Linked DNA regions of Hordeum vulgare: region 1 is linked to region 2. A link is a contact called in public Hi-C data. All regions are on one chromosome and are shown on one strand. The core of a region is the stretch at or near the end of the contact, and the rest is flanking DNA. Distances in the headings are between cores, read along the strand shown. Region 1 holds the start of LOC123428159 (receptor-like protein 15). Region 2 has its middle 21 kb from the start of LOC123428157.

Region 1 (6,673 bases), core at 600-3,099, 97 kb after region 2:
TGAAACAAATGCCCCGATAAATTCCAGGAAACCCCCTCCCAACGCAATGCCACTGAGGTCAAGATAACGAAGCCTGGGTAGTCCAACTAACCCTGCATGTGTTTTTGTTACAGCTATAAGAATAAGAAATGACAACACATGTGTATTGTTCTCAGAGAGAGTTTGTAGCCCAAACGCAACCTTCGAAGCTTAGCGAGCAGCCGTAATTGAATGATAGATCTAGGGACTGAAGCTCGTGGAATGCAGAAAACACCGACAAGTTTAAATACCAATAATAACCAGCATCTGTTGGTGCATATATAAGGGAAAGGTCGAGATGGGTCACTCGTCGGGTGCTATTGTTGCATGTCACAGTCTTCCACGAGCAGCATTCATCATCATCGTGCCCCCATAGATCAGGCGAAACCATGGAGTGTGCTCTCCTCAGGGAAGACCGGATGTCCATCAGCACAGCCCTCTCCTCCATGGAGCAGGCAGAGGACAACTGAACCATGGTCTGTAATAACAGAAATGTGACCAGAGGCAATGATCCCCATGGGAAGCATATAGTAGTACCCATATCTCTGGTAATGTGCTTTCCCTTCCCCTGACTGCGTACATATATACAAACACTTAGGCTGGGCTGTAGTGGCTAGCCTTAGAGGGAAAGATGATGAGTGATTTGACTGTTGTACTCGTCAGCTAAATTTGACTAGGAGTGCAACCTCGCACTCACAGTCAGTCAGTTTACTTGGACCAAGACTTTCGATCATCATCAACAGATTCCCCACCAAAAGATAATCATCATCCACAGAAAATCTTGTCGAAAATAATATTTCAAAGCATTCTTAAGATACCTCGAAACAGGCTTTCATCCCACTTTATTTATAAATAAACGCCAAATGACATACCAAGTGGTGAGGAAATCCTCATACAGATGACTGCATACACTTGGAGGGACGAAAGATGGTGACAGCTGATTTATATACACTTAGGTTGGGCTGTAGTGGCTAGACCTTAGAGGGACGAAAGATGGTGACAGCTGATTTTAGGGTTGTGCCGACATGCAGTTTTCATCCACTAAGTTTGACTAGGAGTGGGACCTAGCACACACAGTCAGTTTACTTGGACCAATACTTCACTCATCAATCATCACTCATAGATTTTCCCTGGAAAAAAAGTCATCGTCCATAGATTCCCCCCACCACTCCCCATGGCAAAAATAATTATCATCCACAGAAAATGTGGTTGAAATTTCTTAGAAAGCATTCGGCAGTTGGATGCCCAAAATCAGTCACAGAGAGCATTAGTTGCCGACTAAGGCATTTTCAAGTTATAACATCATCATATGGGGGCTAAGACAGTCAGGCACACACACATGATCCTTGAGATGACTACCAGGCTCAGGAAATGATATAATTACGAAGTGAGACAACCTGAGTAAGGGATATCTAAGGAGTACTACTGTACTTAGTACCAAATTCACAAACCGAATCGGAGATTTAGAAGAAATCAAACAGGATGCACCTTGAAATAGGAACCGAGGAGAGATGGGTCAAGGAGCACATGACCACAGCCGACGGGAGCGCTCCTCCACAGTTGCGGCTCGCCGCTGATTCGACAGGCATCGCCGCCATGGCTGAGACCTGAGAGGAAGACCGAGCGCCGTCATCCGCCACCCTAGCCTCCCGCGAGCAGCCGCCGACGTGCCGGCCGCTGAGGAAGGCGCGCGTGGGTTGCTGGCCCAGTGTCCTGCCCAGGGATTTCGCACTGCTGCAGGCGCTTGCGTCCGGTCGCCGGCGACGGCAGAAAGTGAACCCCTCCGCCGCAGTGCATTTTTCTTTTTCTCTTCTTGAGGGAACCTCCGCCGCATTGCGTGGGTCGACAACGAGGCCCCATGGATTATTATTTCATGGGCTTCTTTTTAGCTTATGGTACTGATGGGCCTCTTCCGCCGTTGAGCCCTTACTGCTACCTTTCTGATGTTTGCTTAGCCGCTCAACACGCGCAGCGACAATTTTTCGCCTTAAGCGACACAAGTTGCAGCTCTCGCTTAAGTTCTTTTTTTCCCACACACTATGGTCGGTTTTTTTCACCTCATAATTCTTTAGAATCATAATTTTGGAAAACTGTCCGTAGATTCGTCTGACCACAGAATTGTATGTCCAATTCTTTTGTGTGATTCTAGCATATAATTGTTGTATGAGTTGTGTGTTGAAATGTCTCAAACGTCCCTAGATTGAAATGATTGATGAATTGCAAACACTGGATTATTTCTAATAGTTTATGTCTAATATGAAAACAAAAACGAGCTGCAAATCTTGGAAGTGGCGGCCTGACAGGAAGGAGAGGAGGAGAAGGGGCGGACAGTCTGGGGCGGCAGCATAGGAGCTTCCCGCCGGCGGATAGTGCGAGGCCGAGGCGGGGATCTGGGGCGACGGAGTAGGGTGGCGGCCGCCGTCGAGAAGTGGCGGCCCGACGGGAAGGAGAGGAGGAGAAGGGGCGGCCGGTCAGAGGCGGCGGCGTAGGAGCCTCTCGCTAGCGGATCTGACGAGGCCAAGGCCGGGGTCTGGGACGGCGGAGTAGGGTGGCGGTCGTCGACGGATTGCGGCTGCAACCCTAGCTAGAGTGATAATTTAGACGCAATTTGGTTGTCCGATAGGGATAACAGTTTAAAATGAAAGGTTTTCTTTTGAAGGATTGGTTAGAATTACGAGAATTGTCAAGTTTTCATAATTCTGAAATGCACTACTGATTCGACTCCTAGGAAAGAAACGAGATCTTTTACGATTATAATTTTTTAGATAGTAATTATTCAATATTAAGTCAAAAAACTGACCCCAATAGTAGTAATAAGAATGCGAGAAGGGAGAGTCGAACCGTGGTATCCACGCAAATCGCGCGCACCACGCCCAAGTTCGTTTCATGGATAAGAACTAGGGGCGTGTCTTCCTTAAAGCTCTTGAACGATTTTCTTCAGGATTTTTTTTACTTTTTTGGGTTTTTTTTCCTTTTCTTTTCTCTTCTCCATTTTTTGCATATTTTTTCATTTTTATTTATTTTCTTTTTTCTTCTTCAATTCTTTTTTCTTATCCAATTTTTTTTGGTTCTTTCTTCTTCTTCATTTTTGTTTTTTTCTTATGCTTGTTTTTCGTATATGTCAAAAACATGTTTTTATTAAGTGTGCCATTTTTTTATACACGTTCAACATTGTCTGACCGTTTATTCAACATTTTTTTTAAATATTTGTTCAACATTTGTGAAATCCATCTTAATACTTATTCAACATTAGCAAATACTTGTTCAACATTTTCAAATACTTGTTCAACATAATGCAAATACTTGTTCAACATTTTTGTATACATGATCTACATTTTTCTAAATACTTGTTCAACATTTTTGAATACATGATCTACATTTTTTTTAAATACTTGTTCAACATTTTTCAAATACTTGTTTAACAGTTTTTCAAATACTTGTTTACCATTATTTAAATACATGTTCAATAGTTTCTAAATACTTGTTCAACATTATTTAAATATATTTTCAATATATTCATAGTTGTACATCCAATTCCAGTGAAGACACCTACATAAACCATAATTCCTTGCACTACATCCAATTGTAGCAAGATTACTTTGCGGTCTATGCTCGACCTCTCAATTTGCTTTTAAATATCGAGAAATTAAATAACATCTTCTTGGATATGATACCAATTTGCATTGCCTATATGAAATTTAAGCAGAGAGAAAAGGGATAAGATCTTCTTTTACGTCATATATAAGTCATACTGTTAATATGACTACTACATTAACATCCTTCCCTTGAAACATCAACACAACCTGTCTTTTGGGTTACCCGGATGCGGCACACCTGACCGTTGTCCGAGTCGTACTGGCGCACACTGCTACTTCGAGCACCATCTATGTGCCCCGCACCGAGACGTTTTGTGTTGCCGCCTGCCACGCCATTTAGTCTGTTGGGCACCGTTATTGCCGCCACCACCAAGGGCCTTACTCTGATGAGGCAGAGTTTCGTCGGTGTTCAAATGGAATTACAGTGAGGATAAAACGCGAGAGATAGGACCAGGGATGGTGGCGACACCGTGCGAGGCATATGGTGATGGGAGGAGGCGGCTCACACGAGTTAACCTAACCATCGATTGAGAATTAGGAAGACAAAAAAACAATAGATAGAAAGTTTTTGATTTGGTAAGAAAGGTTGTGCGAGGAAAAGAACCAACCTATTGACTCAGCTGTTTTTTCTCCGTTGTGATTTTTTTTCTTCCGAAATTCGATTCACAAATAAAAGTCGTTTGGAGGGAGAATGTGTAAGAGGTTGGGAGGGTGTATGTGGAAATGAGAGCGAATAAACGATGTACAAACTTCTGCTTTAAAAGTAGAGATATATAAATTATATGTCCAAACTATTCAGTTCAAACTGATGGTACATTAGTTTATCAATGTTAATCTTGCCCCTATCTTACACAACCGTTTTTTCTTTTCTTTGTAATAAACTTTTACATTTTTTTTATCGACGGACAATCTTAACGAGTATATTTTTCTATTACATAGTTAAGGACACAATAATGTTACTACCTATTAATATAATATTGTTTTTATACAAAATTAATGAGTATTATTAAAAACAATACGGTATGCTAAGCTGAATCATACTTCCTGGGAAAAAATATTGTTATAGTTTTATTTGTTTTCCTGATAAATAAAATAAATACAAGAAATGCATGGCTTCTTGAATGGAATTTTACACTAGCATAAATTGCATATTGTATATGTATGTATTGGTGTCCTTAAATATCACATAAAGATCTTTAAAGGGTATGATCTAATAAATATGTTAATAGTGGTATATAGTAGGACGTGGAGTTTTGGCACCCGAGCTCATTTAAGCTCGGGTGAACAGTAAAGTAAAAAAACATTCGAAAAAAGTTTTAAAAAATCCTAATTTTTGTTGTGACCAACCTTGTCAAAAGTTCTAAGTGCATGAATTTTTTTGGCATAAAGTAACATTTCTACAAGGCGTGGCAAAATAAACAAAATGTATACTTTGAAAATGCGCATTTTCAGTGTATCAATTTTATTTATTTTGCCACGCTTTATAGAAATTTTATTTCATGCCAAATTTTTACATGCACTTAGAACTTTTGACAAGATTTGTCTCAAAAAAATTCAAACGTTTTTCGGTTTTACCGTTCACCCGAGCTTAAATGAGCTCGGGAGCCAAAAGACACTTTCCTATATAGTATTGCTATTTTGTTTATGAGGGGATACGTTAGTGTTACTTGTTCGTATTGACCCCGGTGACCTTTTCTTCTAGTTGTGCCCTTGACGATGAGTACATTTTGCTGACCGATTATGCTGTTATAAGGGAGGACAGTGTGAGATTGGCAGTCTCTTGAATGGGAAACGTTTGGAGCCGGCGCGCAGGCCAAACCGCTCGACCGGTCGCGTGTGACCCACGCGGGTTGTTGGCCCAGTCACCCAACATTTTTCGTCCAGATTTACTGCAATCGACGTTTAAATTTGCTACAAGCGTTTCTCATTTGCTACAATTTATCCATTAAAAAGCTATATCCACGTTTGGTTACAATCCGAGTTCGTCGAATTTTTTCCTACAACCGATGTTTGATTTTTGCTACAACCGGTGTTAATTTTTGCTACAACCGGTGTTAATTTTTGCTACAACAGATATCATTTTTTGCTACAACCGTTCACTAAAAAAACTGCATACACGTTCGTCGGAGTTGCAATCCGAGTTCATCGGATTGTTTTGCTAACAACCCACATTTTTGTTTTGTTATTACACATCATCGGCGTCGTTTCTTTGCTATGATCACGTTATTATTTTTTACTACAACCATATTTTTGCTTTAATTGATAACTTTTGCTGCATAGATAGATTTAGCGGCCAAACCAGATTCGGTTTTGTGATGCCAACGACCTTCCTTCCTCGCTAATCTCATGTGCGATGACGACCTTCATTGTATGGAGTCTTTGTTAGCCAGCCAGCCGAAACAATGACTGTATGACCAATTTAGCTCCCCATGCCCCAATCACGTAAAGCCCAACTAAGCTCTAAGCCCATATATACACAACCTTTAAAAGCCGAAATTCTTAGTTAGCGAGTACACTTTTCAACGATTATTTTCATCTTCATAAGTTGTGACAAGTGCCGCACTGTATACGTGCCGCTTGTCGCAACCTGAGAGTTTCCTTTTTTTCGTAGATCCGTATTTTCAAAACATTTTATCTCCTAAACCGTACGTCTACATCTCGAACCGTTTTCATCATTGGCTTTCTCGCATCGAGATCTTCAAAACTAGATATCATGTTGATAGGTTTTGACAAACTTTTTTTTCACGAAAAAAAGCAGAAGAAAAAAACGAACGAAAAAACCGTGCCTCACGCGATAGAAAAAAAACAGAAAACACGTTTTTCTTTCTCTCGGGAGAGGCACGAGCGTGCCTCTCGCGAAGGCAAAACCGTATCTCTCGTAAAAAAACAGAAAACACGTTTTTTTTTCCTTTCGGGAGAGGCACAAGTGTGCCTCTCGCGAAGACAAATCCGTGCCTCTAGCAAAAAAAGAAACAGAAAATGCGTTTTTCCCCTTTCCGAGAGGTACGGTCGTGCCTCTCGTGAAGGCAAAACCGTGCCTTTCGCGGAAGCAAAACCGT
Region 2 (6,477 bases), core at 3,692-6,191:
AGCGCCCTCTAAGCCAACTAGCACTCGGTGCATCGCCTTCATTTTTTTGAATGGCATTAACAAAATAAGTGTTGCGATTTAACACTGCATATTTTTTATAAACATGCCACAAACATTGTTTTTGCAACAAGTGATGGTTTTACAGATATTTTTGTCCAAGTCATCAATATTTTCTAAATGTTTCCTGAGCATTTTTTAATGATGAATAAACATTTAATTATAAATATATTTTTTATGATTTCCAGAATATAAATAAAAGCATAAAGAGATATGGGAAATATCGAAACAAACCAGAAATCAGAGGGAAGCGAACATGGGACTTCCTATACCGCGCCTTCAGCGCCCTCTAAGGCAACTGGCGCTCGCTGCATCGCCTTCATTTTTTTGAATGGCATTCACAAAATAAATGTTGCGTGATCGTACATTTAACACTGCATATTTTTTTATAAACGTATCACAAACATTTTTTTTGCAACCAGTGATGGTTCTACAGATATTTTTGTCCAAGTCATCAATATTTTCTAAATATTTCATGAGCATTTTTTAATGATGAATAAACATTTAATCATAAATATTTTTTTTATGATTTACAGAATATAAATAAAAGCATAAAGAGATATGGAAAATATCGAAACAAACCAGAAATCAGAGGGAAGCGAACATGGGACTTCCTAAGCCAACTAAGCCAACTGGCGCTCGCTGCATCGCCTTCATGGGCCGACCCATGACGCGCAACGCAAGCGCAAAAGTCCTAAAGAAAATGATTGCGTCTTTGAAGACTCCAACTCAGATCCTCTCACTGCCACATCTTCTCTAGAACTAGAAGCTATTAGTAATCAACCGAACCTCGAAAACTTTTAAAACTACTCTAGCCGCGTTGTTCCAAAAACTGGAAGTTCACAGATTTTTTAAAAGTTCATGATTTTTTCCTTCAAAAAAGCCTCACATATTCCAGAAACAAAATCACGAATATTGAAAATTCTTCAATTTGAGAATAAAATTTCACACATTTTCAAAAAGATCTCTAATTTAAGAAAAGTTTGAAAAAAGTTAACAGATTTGAAAATTTTCACAAGATCCAAATAAGTTCACCAATTTTTTTAAAAGTTCATGAATCTTTAAAAAGTTTCATCAAATTCGAAAAAAGTTCATCCATTTTTTAAAATTGTTCATCAAATTTGAAAAAAGTTTAACGGGTTTAAAAAAAAGTTCATCGTTTTTCTGAAAGTTCATCAAATCTGAAAAGGATTTAAATTTTTTGAAAAACTTCGGTGGAATTTTTCTAAACATTTCAAACAAAATTCAAAAAAAGTTCATTGTATTCGAAAAAGTTTCACCAAATTTAGAAAAGCTCATCAAGTTTGAAAATAGTTAACCATTTCGAAGAAAAAATAAAAAGTCAAAGGGAAAAAATCATCAATCTTGAAAAAAGTTCATCGGATTTTCTAAAAAAAGTTCATTAAATTTTAAAGAAGGTCACTGAACTTGGAAAAAGTTCATCAAATTTTGAATATTTTGGACGGATTAAAAAAGTTCATTAAATTTTAAAGAAAGAAGGAAAATTAAAAAGAAAAGAAAACAAAAACAGAAAAAAGGAAAAATGAAAAAAGAAGAAACAGAGGAAACGTTGATAAGGTAAAATGACGTGCGTGAAGACATCAAGGCTTCGTGTATTTAAAATGGAGAGGCGGACGTAAATGGGCCGAGCTCAGCTAATATGGCTGCAGGCGCCGGTTAGCTGCGCCTGCAGCACTAAATAGGAAATGCCAGCGAACATAGCAGCGTCCCATGCGTCTACATTTCTTTGGCTGGCCCATTTAGGGAGCGCTGCAGGCGATGATCCGCCAATGAAACGCGGAAAATCCTATTCGCCACTCGTTGCGGCGAATTGCCCAGGCTTCGCACTTCCAGCATTGCCCAGCTGGTTTTGGGGACATTCTAGATTTTTTTCACCCTGTTTTTTCTAGTTTTATAAACTTTTTAGAAGATTTCTTGATCCGAGTTATTATTATTTTTTTTTTGTTTCTTTTTTTCTGTTTATGTTTCAAAAATGTTCTGGATTTTCAGAAAATGTTTCGGAATTTGAAATTATGTTCTGGAATTTGAAAAAGTTTTATAAATTGAAAAAATGTTCTGGAATTTGGAAAAATGTGAGAAATTTAAATAACTATTCCAGAATTTGAAAAATGTTCCGGAATTTTAGAAAATGTTCGAAAATTTAACAAAATGTTCTGTAATTTGAAACAATGTTCTGGAATTTCAAAAAATGTTTCCAAATTTGAAAAATGTTCCAGAATTTGAAAGAATGTTCTGGAATTCTTATCAAAATGTTTCGGAATTTTTCCAAAAAATGTTCTGTAATTTGAAAAATATTTCGGAATTTGAAAAAATGTTCTGTAATTTGAAAAACAATAAGCTCGGACAACCCAGTTGGGGGCAAGCCTAAGATGGGCAGGCCCAGTACGAACGCAATCGTTACATCATGGGCCGGCCCAGTCTGGATTCACTGCATGCGTCAGATGCCTATTTGACGCAAAATGTATGAAATAGGAGGTCCCGTGAAACGCCACCTATTTCTCACATTGTCCCAACAAACAAAAAGACTATTTAACGCATAGTCAAATTGGATTTGGCCGCAATGTCTATAGGGTGGCGACAATGGAGGACGAGCAAGACAAATTTTCTTAAGCAAAAACTTACAACACAAATGGGTTAGGCTGTCTCCATTAACATGTGTATTTATAAACTTATCCGCCAAAAAAAAAGCTTATTTATAAACTTGTAAATCTGGGTTCTTTTTGCTGGTGTAAATCTGGATTTCTAACGTACGAGAGTGGTCAGTAGTGATGATGTGCATGTGTGGATATATGTATTGTATATGGATCGACTATATGTGGCGTATACCAGTTGGAGGTGGTCATCTCTAAGAATCCGTTTTCACTCCACATAGAATTGGCTCTATTGGAGGACGTACGTCGGTTGCTCTATTCCCTTCTGCTAGCGCTCCCCCTTCATGGATTGATTGGAGGTGATGTACGAGGTGTAGAATAGAAGGTATAGATGTATCAAGTTTCGTTTTTTTAAGTTTTTACAACTCTTTTGTGTCCATTAATATTTTAGCAAAAAAGTTTATGTAGTTTGAAAAATAGTTATATAAAAAACACAAAATATTCATGCACTTCTAAACAAGTGTTCGGGTATTATCGCTAAAAAAAGAAACTGAAAATAAAACTAAAAAATGGAAAGCTAAAAAGATAAAAATGAAGATGGAAAATGTAAATAAAAAACAAAAGGAAAATAAACAGAATAAAATAAAAAAGGGAAAATATATAAAAATCAAAGAAGCTAAAGATAAAATGCTAAAAAGTTTATGGATTTTGAAAAATATTCATTTTATAGTATTAATAAATTTAGAAAATTCATGCACTTCAATATAATGTTCACATATTATTGCTCAAGGAAAGGGTCTAAAAAATAAAATCATAAAAAGGAAAACATGTAAATAGTTATTACTTACCAACCGTTATGCACGACCGGAGTGGCTCCACCCTATTAGATCTCCTGCTTATGATGATATTCTAATAGAGCCTCCGGTATCAGAGCCGAGACAGTGATGGGTTCTCCACCCATACGGGGATGGAGCAACAGAAGTATGAAAAAAAGATAAGATAACGGTGAGACGAGTCATTTAAATAGGTGTCAAGTGGAGTGGAATGATGTGTGCATCCGAGGCACCCTAACAAACAAACGATTTGACCCTTGTTCCTACACGGCCTGATCAAATCGATCAGGCATTTGTCATCTATCTTCATTGTTCAACTCTTTGATGAAAAGATTAAAAAACCAAAAGAAAGTAATGCCCTTCCATCTCGATAGATAGAGAGGGAGGGGAGAGGCCTTTGGTGTCATTTTCACTTAAGAATTGGGGCTTCACAATCACTAGCCAATATTTATCTCATGTCTTTCCTCGTTCATGTTCGATATGGTGGTGTTCTAGGCATAGAGGAACCACACCAATCCATTCCGAATTTGGTGCAGTTGCTTATTAGGGCTCTTGGAAAGATAGGAATTATTTTTGAGACACTTTTTTAGGAAAACACACTAGATTTTATTGCTCGATGGAACCATTTAAAGGGATGATATTGGTGTCATTGGGCTCACCCAACCAAGTATGCCCACCCTGCCCTAATGAGAATGAAACTCTATGTAGATTGTGTGCTTCTTTGTTCAAACTTTTAAATTATAGGACGATATGATCGATATATAAACTGATATATTAGTTTTAGGGATCTATCGATATAAAAATAATATATCATTTTGCAATCATTTTCACACGTATCATCGTATATGGACCGAAATATTGACCGATATGGATGATATCTAACCCGATATAACCACTGCTATAGACTGAAAAATCAATGAACACAATTATTTATCAAAAACTAGTGATCTTTTTTCTAAGTATTTAGAACTTCATCTTATTATTAGAGTCATGCATAATGTTTCATAGAACACATATGTAACGTATTGTTCTTGAACTTAGAGTGAGGATTTATTTAATCTATCTTAAATAGTTCATCAATTCACAAGGTCAAAAAATGAAAAACTAAATTTGTTATGCTAGGATGTTGACACCATGCATTTGTTTTTACTAAAAATATATTTTTGAACAAGAATATAAGAATAAATCCAGATACATTTCCCTCGATATATCACCGATATCCGACATCTGAAATGTACAAGCCAAACCCGATATACGATATTTTGAACCTCGTGTCTGTTACAAGTTCTACTTTTGAAAACAAAATTACAAGAAAGCATGAATTCTTTATTTATTTGGATTTGATCTTGAGGAAAAGATGGCGGCCCAGCCCAGCCCAGCCCAGAAAGATATGTGCCCGAGCCGAGGCGTCCCGAGCGAGGGGAGCACCTATGTGTCGCTTACTGCAGCAACCGGTCAGGGGTCCGTATAGGGCATCCCCCGACAGGGCCGGCCCAGCGGGTTTATGGGACTGTAATGACTTTTTCTTTTTCCGTTTTTCTGTTATTTATTTAGTTTTCTATTTAATATTAATTCCTTTTCCTTCTCTTTCTTGTTCTTCAAAATTTCAAATAAGTTTAGAAGCTCAAAAAATGTTATTATGATTATTTTTATTCAAAAATTCTAAAACATTTGCAATATTCATCTTTTAGAAAGTATTCATAACTTCAAAAAAGGTTCGGGATTTAAAAAATATGTTGTGTTTACAACTTTGTTTGGGAGTTTCATAAGATCTTTTCATGATTTTCAATTATGAACAAGATTTAAGAAATAAATTTATTTTTTAAATTCCTGGACGCTTTTTTAAAAATCATGAACAAATTTTGAGAATGAGACTTTTTTTAGGCACGAATATCTTATGAAAATCGTGAAGAAACTTTCAAAGTGAGAACAATTTGTGGAACACAAATATTTTTCTGGAATCATGATTTTTTTCTTGAAAAAAAACAATCCTTTAAATCCCTGTTTTTTTTCAAAGCACGGACATTTTTTCTAAAATCATGCAGTTTTTTTAATACAAGAACAATTTCGAAACATGATTTTTTTTAAATATAAACACGTTTTGAAAGCAAGTATATTTTTTGCAATTCCTGATTATTTTTTGAAGCACGAATATATAAATGAAAATTGTGAAAAAAAATGAACACGAGAACAATTTTTGAAATTCAGGACAAAAACTTGAAAAGGTCAAACCAAAGGTATAGAAAAATGAAATAAGAAAAAGGAAAGGAAAACTAAAACGAAACCAAGAACATTTTTTGGTGATCCGAAATATTTTCGGAAAATTCCAAACATTTTTTGACGTTATGTAGTTTTGGAAAAATAACAATTATTTGAAATTTAGAACATTTTTTTAAAAGCAATAACATTTGTCGAATTTTAAGAACATTTTCGAACATGAACTTAGTTTTAGAAAGATAAATAACCTTGAAAAAAAAGAAAAAGAAAACAAACGAGAAAGAAAGAAAGAAACATAAACAGAAAAATAAAGAAAGAAACAAAAAAAGGGTAAAAAATGGCTCAAGGAACCTCCTAGAAGGTTCCCAAACCGGCTAGCTAAGTGAAACCGGGCCTACCCGTTGCGTCGTTGCTCGGTCGCTCGTATGTGCAAAGCGTCGGTAGTTTGACGCAATGAGCGGCGAATAGGACATGTGCCCAAGCCGAGGCGACCTGAGCGAGTCCAGTGTAGTGTGGTCGGTCGGGTCACCGTCCTCCCTTCTTTGACGATGGCTGGTGACGGCCGCATCCCGCCTCTCTAAGCCCACCGGAATCCAGTGTAGCATGGTTGCCTACGGAGGGGCATGGCCGCATCCCTCGCCGACAAGGAAGCTGAACCCCTCTTCCTCCTCTGCAGTAGCCGCGACATTCCCTTCGCCGTCACTCGTCGACCACCTCTTCTTCTCGCCTCCGTCCGTCCCGCCCCCAAGGTTTAATTG

Evidence for each region. Hi-C and Micro-C count contacts between places; a contact is called where the count stands out from the background.
Region 1: a contact with region 2 is called in a Hi-C map of leaf, with 4 times the contacts expected there. The contact joins the promoter of LOC123428159 here to the enhancer-like site in region 2. A contact is called at or near these places in 2 of 6 Hi-C or Micro-C datasets (leaf and seedling).

The regions. Positions count from the first base shown.
Region 1 is chr2H:636,261,417-636,268,089 of MorexV3_pseudomolecules_assembly, forward strand. LOC123428159 (receptor-like protein 15) reads right to left here and starts at 1,850. Exons shown (of 5, transcript XM_045112328.1): 1 at 181-1,850; 2 at 1-92. The coding sequence starts at 559.
Region 2 is chr2H:636,161,235-636,167,711 of MorexV3_pseudomolecules_assembly, forward strand. No RefSeq gene overlaps it. Among protein-coding and RNA genes, the nearest start is that of LOC123428157, 21 kb to the right of the region's middle. Within about 2 kb of position 4,942, at least 3 of the 3 cell types and tissues checked have open chromatin away from gene starts, as enhancers often do. A contact at or near this core is called in leaf and seedling, where this site is marked.